2 separate regions of the Rattus norvegicus genome follow, and region 1 is linked to region 2. Evidence: chromatin contacts called from public Hi-C data. All regions are on one chromosome and are shown on one strand. The core of a region is the stretch at or near the end of the contact, and the rest is flanking DNA. Distances in the headings are between cores, read along the strand shown.

Region 1 (6,349 bases), core at 2,183-4,682, 380 kb before region 2:
CTATGGAAGCACAAATGACCCTGTATAGCCAAAGCAATCCTGAACAAAAAGAATACTACCAGAAGTCTCTCCACAACTGATTCCAAGTTACATCACAGAACCATGGTAATGAAAAAAGCACGGCATTTACACAGAAAGACACACATACATCAATGGAATAGCAGAAAAATGCAACTACGGCCATCTGAGTTGTAGCAAATATGTCAAAAACATACACTAGAGAAAAGCTAGCATCTTTACCAAATGGTGGCAGGGAATCTGTGTATGAGGAAGAATGAAACTCGATCTGTACTTCCTACACAGCACAAAAAGTCAATGCTAAACAGGTCAAGGGCCTCAATACAATACCTGATACTATGAAAGCACTAAAGAAAAAAGTAGGGAGTTCAATTCAATATAGTAGAGACCTTCTGAATAGAATTTCTATCACGAAGGAGATAAGACTAATAAGCAACAAATGGGACTCTGGAGGAAAGAAATGTTTTGTATAGTAAAGGAAACTGTCCAGTGAATGAAGAGCCAGCTACAAAGTGGGAGAAATCTTTGCTAGTTATATTATCCAACATAGAATTAGTATTTAGAATATACGAATAATTCACAAAAGCAACCCAAATCAAACGGGTGCTGTAGAACTGAATAGAGCATTTCCAAAAGAATTAATACAAGTGGCTAATAAATATTTTAAAGGTGTTCAACATTATTAGGGAAAATGGAAATTAGAACTATCTTGAGATACCATCTCACTCCAGTCAAAACGGTTGCCATCAAGAAAACACTTGAGAGGATGCCAAGAAAGGTAAACATTTATCTACTGATGATTGGAATATAAATTACTAAGTCACTATTAAGTGTCTTCGATAATTTTATGTCAATTTGACACAAAGCTAGAGTCATCTAAGAAGACAGGATCATAATTGAAAAAAATGCCTCTATAAGATTGGGCTGTAAACAAGCCCACAGAATATTTTTTTAATAAATACTTGATGTGGGAGGGCCCAGCCCATTGTGAGTAGGGCACCCCTGGTCTGGTGGGCCTGGGTTCTGTAAGAAGGGGTTGAGTGTGCCAATAAGCAAGACTCCTCTATGGCTTCTGCATCAGCTCCCACTTCCAGAAGCATGGTTTGAGTTTTTGCCGTGGCTTCCCTCTGTGGACTATGACTCAGGATATATAAGCCAAACAAACCTTTTCTGTACAAGTTGGTTTTGGTCAGGATGTTTTGTGATAGCAGCAGAAAAATAAATAAGAAGGAGGTCTCTTAGAAAGCTGAAAGAAAACTACCACATGATTTAGCAATACCATTCCTGGGTTTACATTTAAAGTACTCTATATCCTATTACAGAGATATTCCAGTATCCATGTCATTGCTGCTTATTGACAATAGTGAGAAAATGGAATCGTCCTGAATGCCCAGCAACTGAGGAACAAATAATGAAGATGTTTACATATACATAATCAAGTTTTATTCAGCTGAACAGGAAAAAACAAGATTATGAAATTTACCAGAAAATTAAAGGAACTGGAAAATAGTTTCATACTTAATGAGGTAATTCAGGCCAAGAAAGACAAACATGATGTGTTCTCTCACATATGGATCCTAGCTTTAAGATTTTAGACTTGTGTGCTTACTTGTTGGTGTCCTTAGAGGTCAGGAAGCTACAAAAGGCCAAAGATGGATATAGAGGAATTTTAAGGATCAGAAGGGATAGTAGAACATGTGTGCTATAAAAGTAGTTTGTTGGGGGAGAATATTAGGGATAAAAGGCTTAAGTGGAGATGGGAACAGGAGGTTGGGGTAAAGCAGGTGGGCTAACCAAGACTAAGGCTGTATGTAGAGGCCTCAAGGAAACTACTACTTTGTAAGCTAACTGAAATGTATAACTGGGTTTAAAAGGAGTTTAAATGGAGGTACCCTACAAGGGTGAAGAATGCTTCCCCTAAAGGCATGAGTTACTAAACAAGAATCTCAGGGCTGGAAAGATGTGATATACCTCCCTAGGAGTTATTGAGAAGGGTGCCCCAGAGGCACCCTAACAACACAATTTACTACCATGCTCTTAGTTGTCCACCATGAGTAGAAGGTAAGCACCTATGGCTGAAGACAGGGTACCATTTGCTTGCAGCACACAGAGAATGTAAACTGGAACTCAACTGGTAACTTACAGGGTGCTATGCACCAGGGTAGAAAAAGCAGTGGTGTAGCCTGAATGCTTCAATACCGACTTTCCAGCACCCAAAGGAAATGCAGTCCACAACTAATGAAATTCTTTAAACTTGTTTTATTAACAACAGAATTAAGACGAACATATTAAATGCTACATAAACACTAGGAAGAGCTAACAATCATTTAAATAGGGTAGATCGGATTTCACTCTTAAACTGACATATAAAAATCTCAAACCAGATCTTTGCATTTTATTACTTAAGGCAACAACAACAGGAACTACATTGGAACTCCAATTAGGACCCTGAATTTGAAGGCTTATAAACCCGTGGCTTTAGAAAAATCCAGACACTGTTCCACATAATTATGAGACTCAATTAAAATTATGTTCTAAGTTCTGCAACCTCTTTTGAAGGTATTTTTATGTGCATTCATTTTGAAATTTCCCAGTACCAATCCCTTGCTGGTGAAATCACTAAAAAGCAACAGCTACCAGCTTCCAGTCACTCTATGAACCAGGAACACATCCCACAATTTTCTTCAAATCTTGGAATACACTTGGAATACATCTTTCAGTCAGCCGGCTCAAAGTACTTCGGGGAACTAGATAATAATATTACAACCCAAAATTAGAGTTAGCTAGGGCCTTACAAACAGTCAACCCCTCATCTGCATAAAGAGAAAATGTGACGCCAGTGGAGGAGCACTAGCTTAGGTCCAACAGCTGGTGTGATGCCTGTCTCCTCGAATCCTGCCCAGTGGTCCTCCTCTACCGCAGCCCCAATGCACGCTCGCCCGCAGTAGGTAAGGAAATGGACACCTCCGTACCGCCAAGGCTAGCAAAGGTCCAAGGTAAAGAAAGGAGCAGCACCTCTTGCTGCCTGTGGGTGAAGTAGGCAGGTACATTACACGAAGTGCTACAGAAATGGACCTGTCTCCTAGCAACAACCTCCTGAGGGAGGGGATAAAGACTGATGATGATTCCCTTCAGGTAGAACTCGCTTAAAAATAAAAACCCAAACTCCAGGTTAGACACACACCCGCTCCACCCATGCACAAGCTGGCAACTGTCACCACCGGTACCGTGGCATTCCGGGACTAGAAGCCTGACTCCGCCCCCTACCCCGACCGTTCAGCCCTCCGGAGGAGTGGGGCTGGAAGATCCAGACGCCTCCCGCAAGAAAACTACCTGAGAGTCCGTCCGCCGCTGCCCGTAGCTTGCCGCTCGCCCGGTCCTTCAGCCTACTTCCGGGGTCAAGTCAACGTTTGGCCGCTTCAGATCCCCGGTCCCAGGCCTCCGCCCCTCTAAGTCCCGCCTCCACTGACCACTGCGTTTCGGCCACAGCAACTTCCGGAACGCCGCGCGTCACTAGGCAGTAGACCAGTACTTCCGGAAGCATTGAGCTCCGCTATCCGCGTGCGCGAGAACTAGCTGCTCCTGTGGATTTGATTGGTGGATCTGAGGCGCATGTTTCCTCTGATTGGTGTTCGGGAAATCTGCCGGGTTGGCGAAGCCTGCTGGGTGTCAATCATAGTCCGCTTTCCTGCGGGTTGTGAGTTTTGGCGGCAGAATCATGGTGGACATAATGGAACTCCCCAAAGCGCGCGTCAACGCCAGCATGTTATCACAGTATATCGAACGACCCGTGTGCTTCGTGGGGAAGCTGGAAAAGGTGCGTGCGGGTTCGAGCGACACGACGGGATCCGCAGCCATTAGGGAATGGCTGCGGGGTAGGGAGCGGAGGTTGGGAGCAGGTAACCTTTAAGCAGCATTGCCTTCCAGCTTGCTTTAGTTTTCACAAGAAGAGCTTTTCCACGGCTAAGCCATTGCCTCTCCATTTCGGTGCCGCTTCTTTTATTTCTCAAAAACTGTTTCGAAAGATCTTTTAGTTCCGAGCGCTCCGCGCCCCCTCTCTGTATTTACCAGAAAGGTATTTACAAACTTGGCTCCTCTGTTGTCCTAGTTTTTGGTTTAGCCAGACTTAGCTGATGAATCTTCTTGTTTCCCTGTCTTTTGCAACCCTCTCTACTTACGGGCCTGGTTTTTCTGCTTTGCAGTCTTTTCTCTAGGAAACATTTCTTGGTAGCCCCTCCCATAGACTATAGATACCTTGTATCTAGTTCAGTCTTAAGACTGCAGCCTGGTCCTTCCTATAGGTAAGAAATAAGCCCAAAGTCCCAGAAATTGAGAACGCCGAGGGAAAGAAAATCATTTATAAGACCTTATTTGCTAGGTCATTTCATTCACACATTTCCTAAGTGAAAGGAATGTCTAACTTCACAGGTAGGCTGACTGAGCTAACTGAAATGCCCAAGAGTCACATCAAGTGGCAGAGCTCAATTTCAAGGGAAGTCATCTTCAGATCTGGCAACCAGTTCTTTTAGATCGTCTTTCTTAATTTTAAGAGAAGGTATTCTGTGAGATCTACTAAATAATTAATGTTTTCAGAATTCCATTAGGTAGTGATTGCCCCCTTTAATTTTAGTGTACAGTGGCCAAATTTACAAATAAAAGAAGCGACACAGAACACTAAGAAAATATTCATTGTATACTAGAAATTCAGAATTGACCGGGCTTCTAGTCATCAAATCAAGTAACAAAATTAAAGCTTGAACCAAATAAACTGTCCAAAAACCTATCACTATATGTTCAACGGAATAAAACTTCAATGACTCTTTTGAATATCTCATTTCTGTAGATTCTGTTTTCTAAATCTACGGCTTTTTGTCTTGGTTTCCTTTTTTAGATTCATCCCACTGGAAAAATGTTTATTCTTTCAGATGGAGAAGGAAAGAATGGAACCATTGAATTGATGGAGCCAGTATGTTTAAAGTGATATACTCTCATATTTAATTTGGGGGGGGGGTTCTTGTTATTTCTGATTTAGGTGATGAAAATGTGAAGGCTGCACTTGTATGATTTTAAAAGTCAAATTCATGCTCTCATATTTTGTCTTATTTCCATTTCTAACCTTCAGTGATTCTTAGGGCACCAACATTTCGGAAAGTATCCCTTAAGTATTGATTGGATAACAATTTTTACTCCTTTAAAAAATAATCCAAAAGATACATATGAAAATCTTTTTTCCAAACTACTTCTTTCTTCTATAATCACAAGCCTGGTTTTAGCTATATGTGTGTGTGTGTGTATACATACATATGTGTATGTATATATATTTGTTTTTATATATTATATATACATATTTGTTCTTTGAAAAACCTATTCCTTTGTACATATTTTTAAATTTTTAAAAATTTCATGTTCAATGTGCTTAAAACATCTTTGTGATCTTTTATGAAGACAAATCCATATATCATTTGGTTACTCTATATAGAACATGCATTGTAAAATTTATATATAGTTCTTCTCGTGACTTTTTAAATGGATATGTGTTGATAGGAAACCTGAACATCCTCAGTGTCTTTAAATGACTTTGCCTTCAACTTAAATGTGTAACTGTATCTCCAGAACTTAAGGCAGTACTAAAGATACCATCCTCATCCCATCTTTCTCTGTTATATGTGCCAACGTCTTTGACAAGCTATATTTCCATTTTTATGTTGGTTAAATGTAAAGTGTCTTTTTGCAATGAAATATTAGTGAACTATGAATGAATCTGAAAAACGAGGAAAAAGTAGAACAACTTTCCGAGGTCATTATCAACTGAAAGGTTAATCCCTAATTGGCATTTCGTTCAACGTTTAGCTGGATGAAGAAATCTCTGGAATCGTAGAAGTAGTCGGGAAGGTGACAGCCAAGGCAACCATACTATGTGCATCTTATATCCTGTTTAAGGAAGATTGTAATCGCTTTGGTAAGTAAAGCATCTTACTATTTAGCAGTTGTGTATAAATAGGAGAGAACTTTTATTTAATGTTTTTGGTTTTAAATCTCAGCCCTGGTACAGTTTCAAATTCTATAAAATGAGAAGAGACCTTGTAAATTAGTCATTTCTCACATATGTAAAGAAAACAGTAAATACCACTAGTTATAGAATAAAAAGGGCTTAAACTACGATAAAGTTAATATTTTAATATATGAATTGGAGGCTAGAACAGTCTAGTAACACTGAAGTAATGACCCCAGCAGAAAATGACAATATAATGGTTTATCATCTCCCCATTCTTTGGTAGTACCACAGTTAAATAAATATGGATTGTGAAAATAAGTCGACTTCTGAAAAGGA
Region 2 (6,279 bases), core at 3,163-5,662:
ACAGGAGTCTGGTCTTAGAAAAATCAAACAGCACAAAATGATGCGTGTCACTCCTAGTCCCTCGATGCCACCCTGCAGCAGTGCTGAAATGTAAAGGGCTCTACTCCTCTCCCTTTCATCACTACCACCTTGTTCTCCCCAACTCTGCCTCACTCGCTTTAACTGTATAAAGGACTTACTTTTAAAACAAAGTAAGTCAACATAGCACAATCTCATTGTACTTTTAAAAAGAATATATATATGCACACATGTAAATTTCTCTATATGTAAAACAAAAAAGTTTTTACTTTTTCTTACAAAAATCGAAGGTATTTATCTAGAGAGAAAAATAAAAACATATGAATCCCCCTTCCCATTTCATCTCTTGACCCTTAGAACTCCTTATGATTCAAAATCACATGGACTCAAATACACCGTGACCACAGGCAACTCAAGCGCAACAGGCCCCAAAGTGAGTCAATGCCTTCCTTAAATACCTTACCTTAAATACAGGTAATTATCTAAGTTACCAGCAGTGCTCCTCTGTCACTAAGATTCATCCCATTATTGAAACCAGTAATTAGGAAAAGAAACTAGCGTGTATGCTGGGGTTGTTGTGGCTCAAACCCAGGGCCTTATACATGCTAAGCACATGTGCTACCAGAGAAGCCCCACAGACATTCCTAATGTTATACCTACTCTCACCCACTCCCATGTACCAACTTCTAATCCATCCTCTTCCCAGTCTACTCTGTCAGCTGTACGCTAGGGGATACTGAACTTGTCTCCCTCCAGATGTACTACTCCTCAATCCATTTCTACTTTACCAGAATGATCTCTAGCATGAAAAAGTAGCCATGCCACTCCATGATCCTCACAGAATTCTATAGCCTACACTTGTGAACGGAAGCATCCTTAATTAACAAGACATATAAGGCCTCTCCTGAATGACTCCTTAGTCCAACCTCACTGTTCACTAACCCATTCAATAATCCTATCAATAGATTCTTAAACGTCCCAGTTGAGCCAGCTCCATATTTCTCCTGTTATCTGACTAAAATGCCCTCCTCTCTCCACTCCCTGTTCTCACCTCTGCAAGTGCTTTTAAGTCATATTTTCTTAATCTTGGTACAAGTAGCAGTGTGAGCTAGCTAGTGGCACTTTTGTGGGGGCTGTCCTATCACTCTTAAGACATTTAGAAGCTTGTATTTAGTAGACAACAGTAGCATTTCTTCTAGTGGTGGCAACCAACATTCTATTCGGACAAGGATCAAAGTCCTCTTAGAGGAATAAATCAGCTCTTTAGTCAAGAACCACTCCTCCAGGAAGGGGCAAGGGGCTTAGTGAGGACCTGAGTTCAATCACCCAGATCCCATGTAAAAACAGCAAGGTTAGTAGGGAAACAGTGCCACAAGGGCTCCCACCTCCTAGGGGCCTGCCAACCAGCTAACTAACCTCCAGGTTCAGTGAGAGACCAGACTGTCTCAAACCACATGGAAAGCAACTGAGGAAGACACCTGATGTTGACTCACAATGGCAAAGGCACACCCCTTTTCTAACCTGTTGTAACATATTTTCTCATATATATCACTTCTGAAAGATTATATCAAGACTATATTATCATCTTTAAGGAACACTGACAAGGGGGGTACTAAGGGGAAAGCTGACGGTTTTTGCACTCACTGTTTGTCTTGTGTACTTAGCTTGTGTAGTTAGCTTGTGTCCACTGCCTCCACCCTGGTCTGAGCTGTTTTACAATTACTGAGACAGCCTTCCGGCCAACACGTCTCTTCCTCCCACCCTTCTTTCTTCTATTTTTGCTAGTATGCCAGAGTCATCCTATCAACTGAAACCAGACCTTGTCACCCATTTTCTCAAAAGCCTCTACCACCTGCCTAATCTCATGTTAAAAAGCCAAAACCTTAAGATGACCTTTGTTCTATACTGCCTAATACTGTTTCCTCGACTGTGTTTTAACTTTGGACTCTGCTTTCTTCCTTCCACTCACCAGGGTTTTGCTGGTCTTTGCTGCAAACACTCTGCTCTCAGACATTCCTATATTTCATTCCACGACTCTTTCAACTCTTTCCTTACAGGGCTCTCCCCTGGACATCCTACAAACTCTAGCTGACATTAGCATCCTAGCTGTTTTTCACTTATTTACCACCTAAAAGCAAAGCATCTGATCAGATAGCCTATCTAATACGATCTGTCACGTCACAAGCTTCCAAATCAAGAGAACTTTGAAAAATTCCATTTCTAACAACCAGGGACAACGCCTTGTGATAACCTGGGCAGAGGCTGGAGTGATATAAAAGAAAGCAAAGGACAACCTTAGAGACAGAAGCCTAGAGTAACAGTAGATTCTAGAACCTCTGCAACACAGCTTTGCCAACACCTCAAATGGTCCTTTGTTGGTAGCCTCAGAAAACTAACACAGCAAACAAGAATGCAAGCGACGACGACACAGAGCTCTATGATTTCAACCCCATAGTTAAAATGTGCTTTAGCATACAGCTTTCTCTGCAAAATAATCAGGTTTCCAAATTCAGAATCTCTCAATATTGCCTCCTCAGGCCCTTACTCACTTCACATTGCAGGTGCAAGATAATTTGTTTGAAGTTTCTTCTTGGGGTGTCTCCCACCTTCTTTCTAATGGGGCTCCCTGGTTCATAGAGAGCTGCTTCCTGTTTCACACCTAACAGATCTATCAGTAGTGGCTGAGTATCCTACCCTCCCCAACGACAGTAGGGGAGTGGCATTTCAATTAGGTGCAAAAACGCAAGTATATTTTGTCATTTGTTTCTTATTGTATTGAAAGATAAAACGCTAACTTCACGTCTTATGGAGCAAGTCTTGTCTTTATAAAGAATAAAGTATAATGACAAACTGTACATGGATCTGATTACTTTGCATGTTAATTTAAAATTTTAACTTTTAAGAAGGCCTTAGTCCCACCAGATTTAGTATTTAAAAATGGGTATCTTTCTTTTAGCCTTGCTGTAATTTTTAACTAGCTGTTTTACTCAAATCTCACAAAGTTTTTAAAATACTTGTACTGAAAAGCCAAAACTTTTGAATAGGTAAACAGGAGCATTAAGGTAACAATTTCTATTTACATTTGACTCATAAATACATTTTCACAAAAATTCCAACCACTACTTTCACCAAAGACTTGACTTTATATTATCATGGATAATATAATTTTCATTTCAGCGAAATCACCATGTAAGCAGTATAAAGCCAACATATGCACACGCTTTTGAATACTATTAGCCAAACATTTAACTCATGATGTGTACTTTTAAACCGCTTAGAAAATTCTAAAATTGTCTTAATATTAAAGTTATTCACAATTATAGGCTGATTTGTTTTTTTAAGAGCCCAAGGCGGGAGGGGTGTTTAAGTGGGAAGTAACCACAAAGCATTTGTAAAATGCTGAGTCCTGAGTAAAAAGATACAGGAAAACATAAATTTCAAGCAAATCTGAGACACGGAATAGATAGTTCTCCACTAATGCTGAATTTTAAGTGAGTCATACTTGCCGGCCTAAATGACTGTTTTACTTAACATATGGTGAAAAGAGTTCGGTAACTTGAAACTTTATATTCATTTAAACTGTACAAAAAATATATACTAAGGCTGGCAGAAATGCTACATACAATGCTTACAGTACACAATATCGTGTGCATAAGGCTTATATGACATTTATCTGATAAGGGGCTGGAAAACTGTAGTTTTAAATACCTTCTAAAAACTCAAATTTCCACTTCCAAACTTACACCAGAATCAAATAACTTGTAATGTACACAGCATTTTTTCTTGGCAACCAGGCAGAGTATCTGTGGTCTACGCTCAACCTCCAGTAAATTACCATATTTCTGTCCCTTACCCATTGCCTTATTACTCAGTCTGATGCACTGAAGTTCTAACTTTGTAACTTTTAAATTCAGAATACGCTTTCAGTCTGTATGTACTAAAAGGCAATACCGTGAATGCAAAAACCTAGATTGGAAAAAAATTTTTTTTCTTCTAGAATGTGAGGGATCTTAAAACATTCTAAGCCCCCTCGCCGCTTGTAAGAAGTGTGTAGATGGAGCTCAAAAGAATTGATTCCCGAACCTCACTCTTAAATTAGTTAATTTAGGAGAATATCTAAAGCCAAAGCAGTTTGTTTAACTAGCCAACATCTAGGAAGCCCATCACACTTTGTTACCAAAGCGGAGAGAAAAAAAAAATTTTTTTTTCCAATCCTGCGCGTAGCAAACCCCCAACACACCTGGTCAGTTCACTCAAGTCAATGAAGGGCAGGGAAAGTTTCAACCATAATCAACCGGCTCCAGACAAAGCTGACGGTCCAGCGGCGGCCACAGGCACTAGGGACTGGAGCGTCCGGAAGGTGCCCGCACCTGAGTGCAGGCAGCTGGCGGCCGCTGGGCGCGCGGAGGCCGGGGCGGGGCGGCGGGCAGGACCGCTAGGCGCTGGCCCGCCTCGGGCGCCTCCGGTCGGACACGCCGGGCTGAGGAGAGCGCGAGGGCTGCCGCTCGCCCGCCGCCCGAGACACCTGTTTGGCCGCGCCGGGCGGCGTTTCCGTAGCCTCAGTCGCCCCGCCACCGGCAGCCGAGCCCCGGGACCCGAAGCCCTCGGGCGCCTCCGCCCGCCGTACCTGACATCAGCCGCGGCTCTCTCTCGCCCCTCCCAGAGGCGGGGAGGAGAACGACCCCCAACCCTCGACCTTCGCTGCCCTGGCCCGCCGCAGCACCGGCAGGGGCTGCTAGCCAGGGCCGCCCGCGGCCGCCCAGATCATCCCCCGGCGGCGGCGGCCGAGGCGGGCCCGGCGCGCGTTCCCGCCGCTCGCTCCCGCAGCTCGCTCCGCCCCTCCCCGCCGCGCGGCCTGGCCACGGCCCGCCTACAGCGCAGCCGCCACCCACGGGTCTCGGAGAGCTGACGTCGCGGCTGCTGCAGCGGCCCCGGGGAAGGGCGGGATCTAGGTGGAGTGGGCGGGGACAGGGCGACGTGCGGATGCAGGGATTGGCCGCCGGGAGTTCGCCCCGCCCTCCTGCGAAGGGGGCTGGGAAGTCCTGGCTTCCCCGAGGTGAGTGTTTAGGTTCAGCCCCCTTCTGGTGAGATTGAGTGTTCTCTTTAATTCTCTCTGGGATGCAGAAAGCGAAATTAGCAGGGACTACAAGTAGAACCGCCTTATAAATTGTCTGTGGAACAAACCCTAACGTCACGCTGACCTCTAACCCAATTTTAGCCCCTTCATCTTTTTTTGCCGTTTGTCCTCTGACTGCATCTCTCTATCCTTAATAACAAGAAATTTGGCATAGTGAAGAGTGCTGTGTAACCAGATGTGTGCCTCAGAAGAACAGAAAACTCAGAGAATGGTAACTGAAAGACTCTTGGAGGAATTCATGTATAGCACTTCACTTCTGGGCAAGTACTTAAGAGCTTTGCAAACCCGTCTGCCTTGCTTTGGCAAATGTCCTGTGTACCAGAAAGTTATCTTTGTGGCCATGGAAGTTGTTTGCCACCTGTTGAGGCAGCAAAGAGTGGAAGTAAGATCTAGGGACTACAGACCTTAACCATCATCTACAAGGCCAGGCCCTGAGATGGAAAAACTGTGCCCTGCTTCATAAATGTTCAAACTAGGCAGGTCTGAGCATACCACAGCATAGCTATTCAAAGTAAGAGTTTTGAAATAAGAAACTTAAGCTTTATCTGAATCTACTTTATGCCTCTAATATTACAGATACTAAGTTATAAAGAGCAGGTATATTTTGGTTATGATTCTAGACAAGGAGCTGGGTGTGATGATATCTTCGTTTATCAAGTCCTGAACCAGCTGGAAATCGTGGCAGGAAACAGCTTATTGGAGACCTAGCCAAACTCGATTTTATAGCAGTCACTGAATAGCCCATTTATTCATTAATCCATTAGTCACAAGAACGAATTGAGCCTTTCGGTAAGGGGAGAGTCCTAATCAACAGGTTTACTTAGCCTCGCCCCCTAATACATGATAATAGAGACCAAAGAGTCTTGGGAAAGAAACGCCACATTCCAACCATAGTAGGCTAGGATCACCTGATGACCCACCCATTGGTTGTGTAATTTTAGGAAGCTACAGAACGGCGTGTCTGATAGGAATAATAAACGCTGGCTGTTGCTGTTACTTGGCCTTCAGTTTACTTAGTTTCAGCTTTAGTGCCATTTGCTAGGACATAGACAGCACCAATATATCCAAGAAAAAATTTTCCCCAAAGGAAGTTTGAAACTTGAAACAAAGTTAGTGATTTTAGT

The links. A called contact is a pair of places that touch in the nucleus more often than the background predicts.
Region 1: a Hi-C map of liver shows a contact between it and region 2, with 4 times the contacts expected there. The contact joins the promoter of Glcci1 here to the promoter of C1galt1 in region 2. A contact is called at or near these places in 2 of 12 Hi-C or Micro-C datasets (frontal cortex and liver).

Annotation. Positions count from the first base shown.
Region 1 is chr4:37,271,354-37,277,702 of GRCr8, reverse strand. It overlaps Glcci1 (glucocorticoid induced 1), which reads right to left and starts at 3,432. Exons shown (of 11, transcript NM_001177442.1): 1 at 3,352-3,432. Rpa3 (replication protein A3) reads left to right here and starts at 3,706. Exons shown (of 4, transcript NM_001106584.1): 1 at 3,706-3,835; 2 at 4,910-4,984; 3 at 5,869-5,977. The coding sequence starts at 3,737.
Region 2 is chr4:36,895,838-36,902,116 of GRCr8, reverse strand. It overlaps C1galt1 (core 1 synthase, glycoprotein-N-acetylgalactosamine 3-beta-galactosyltransferase, 1), which reads right to left and starts at 4,412. Exons shown (of 4, transcript NM_022950.3): 1 at 4,259-4,412. It overlaps LOC134486726 (tRNA (guanine-N(7)-)-methyltransferase-like), which reads left to right and starts at 4,266. Exons shown (of 3, transcript XM_063286913.1): 1 at 4,266-5,074; 2 at 5,297-5,415. The coding sequence starts at 4,280. The coding sequence ends at 4,927.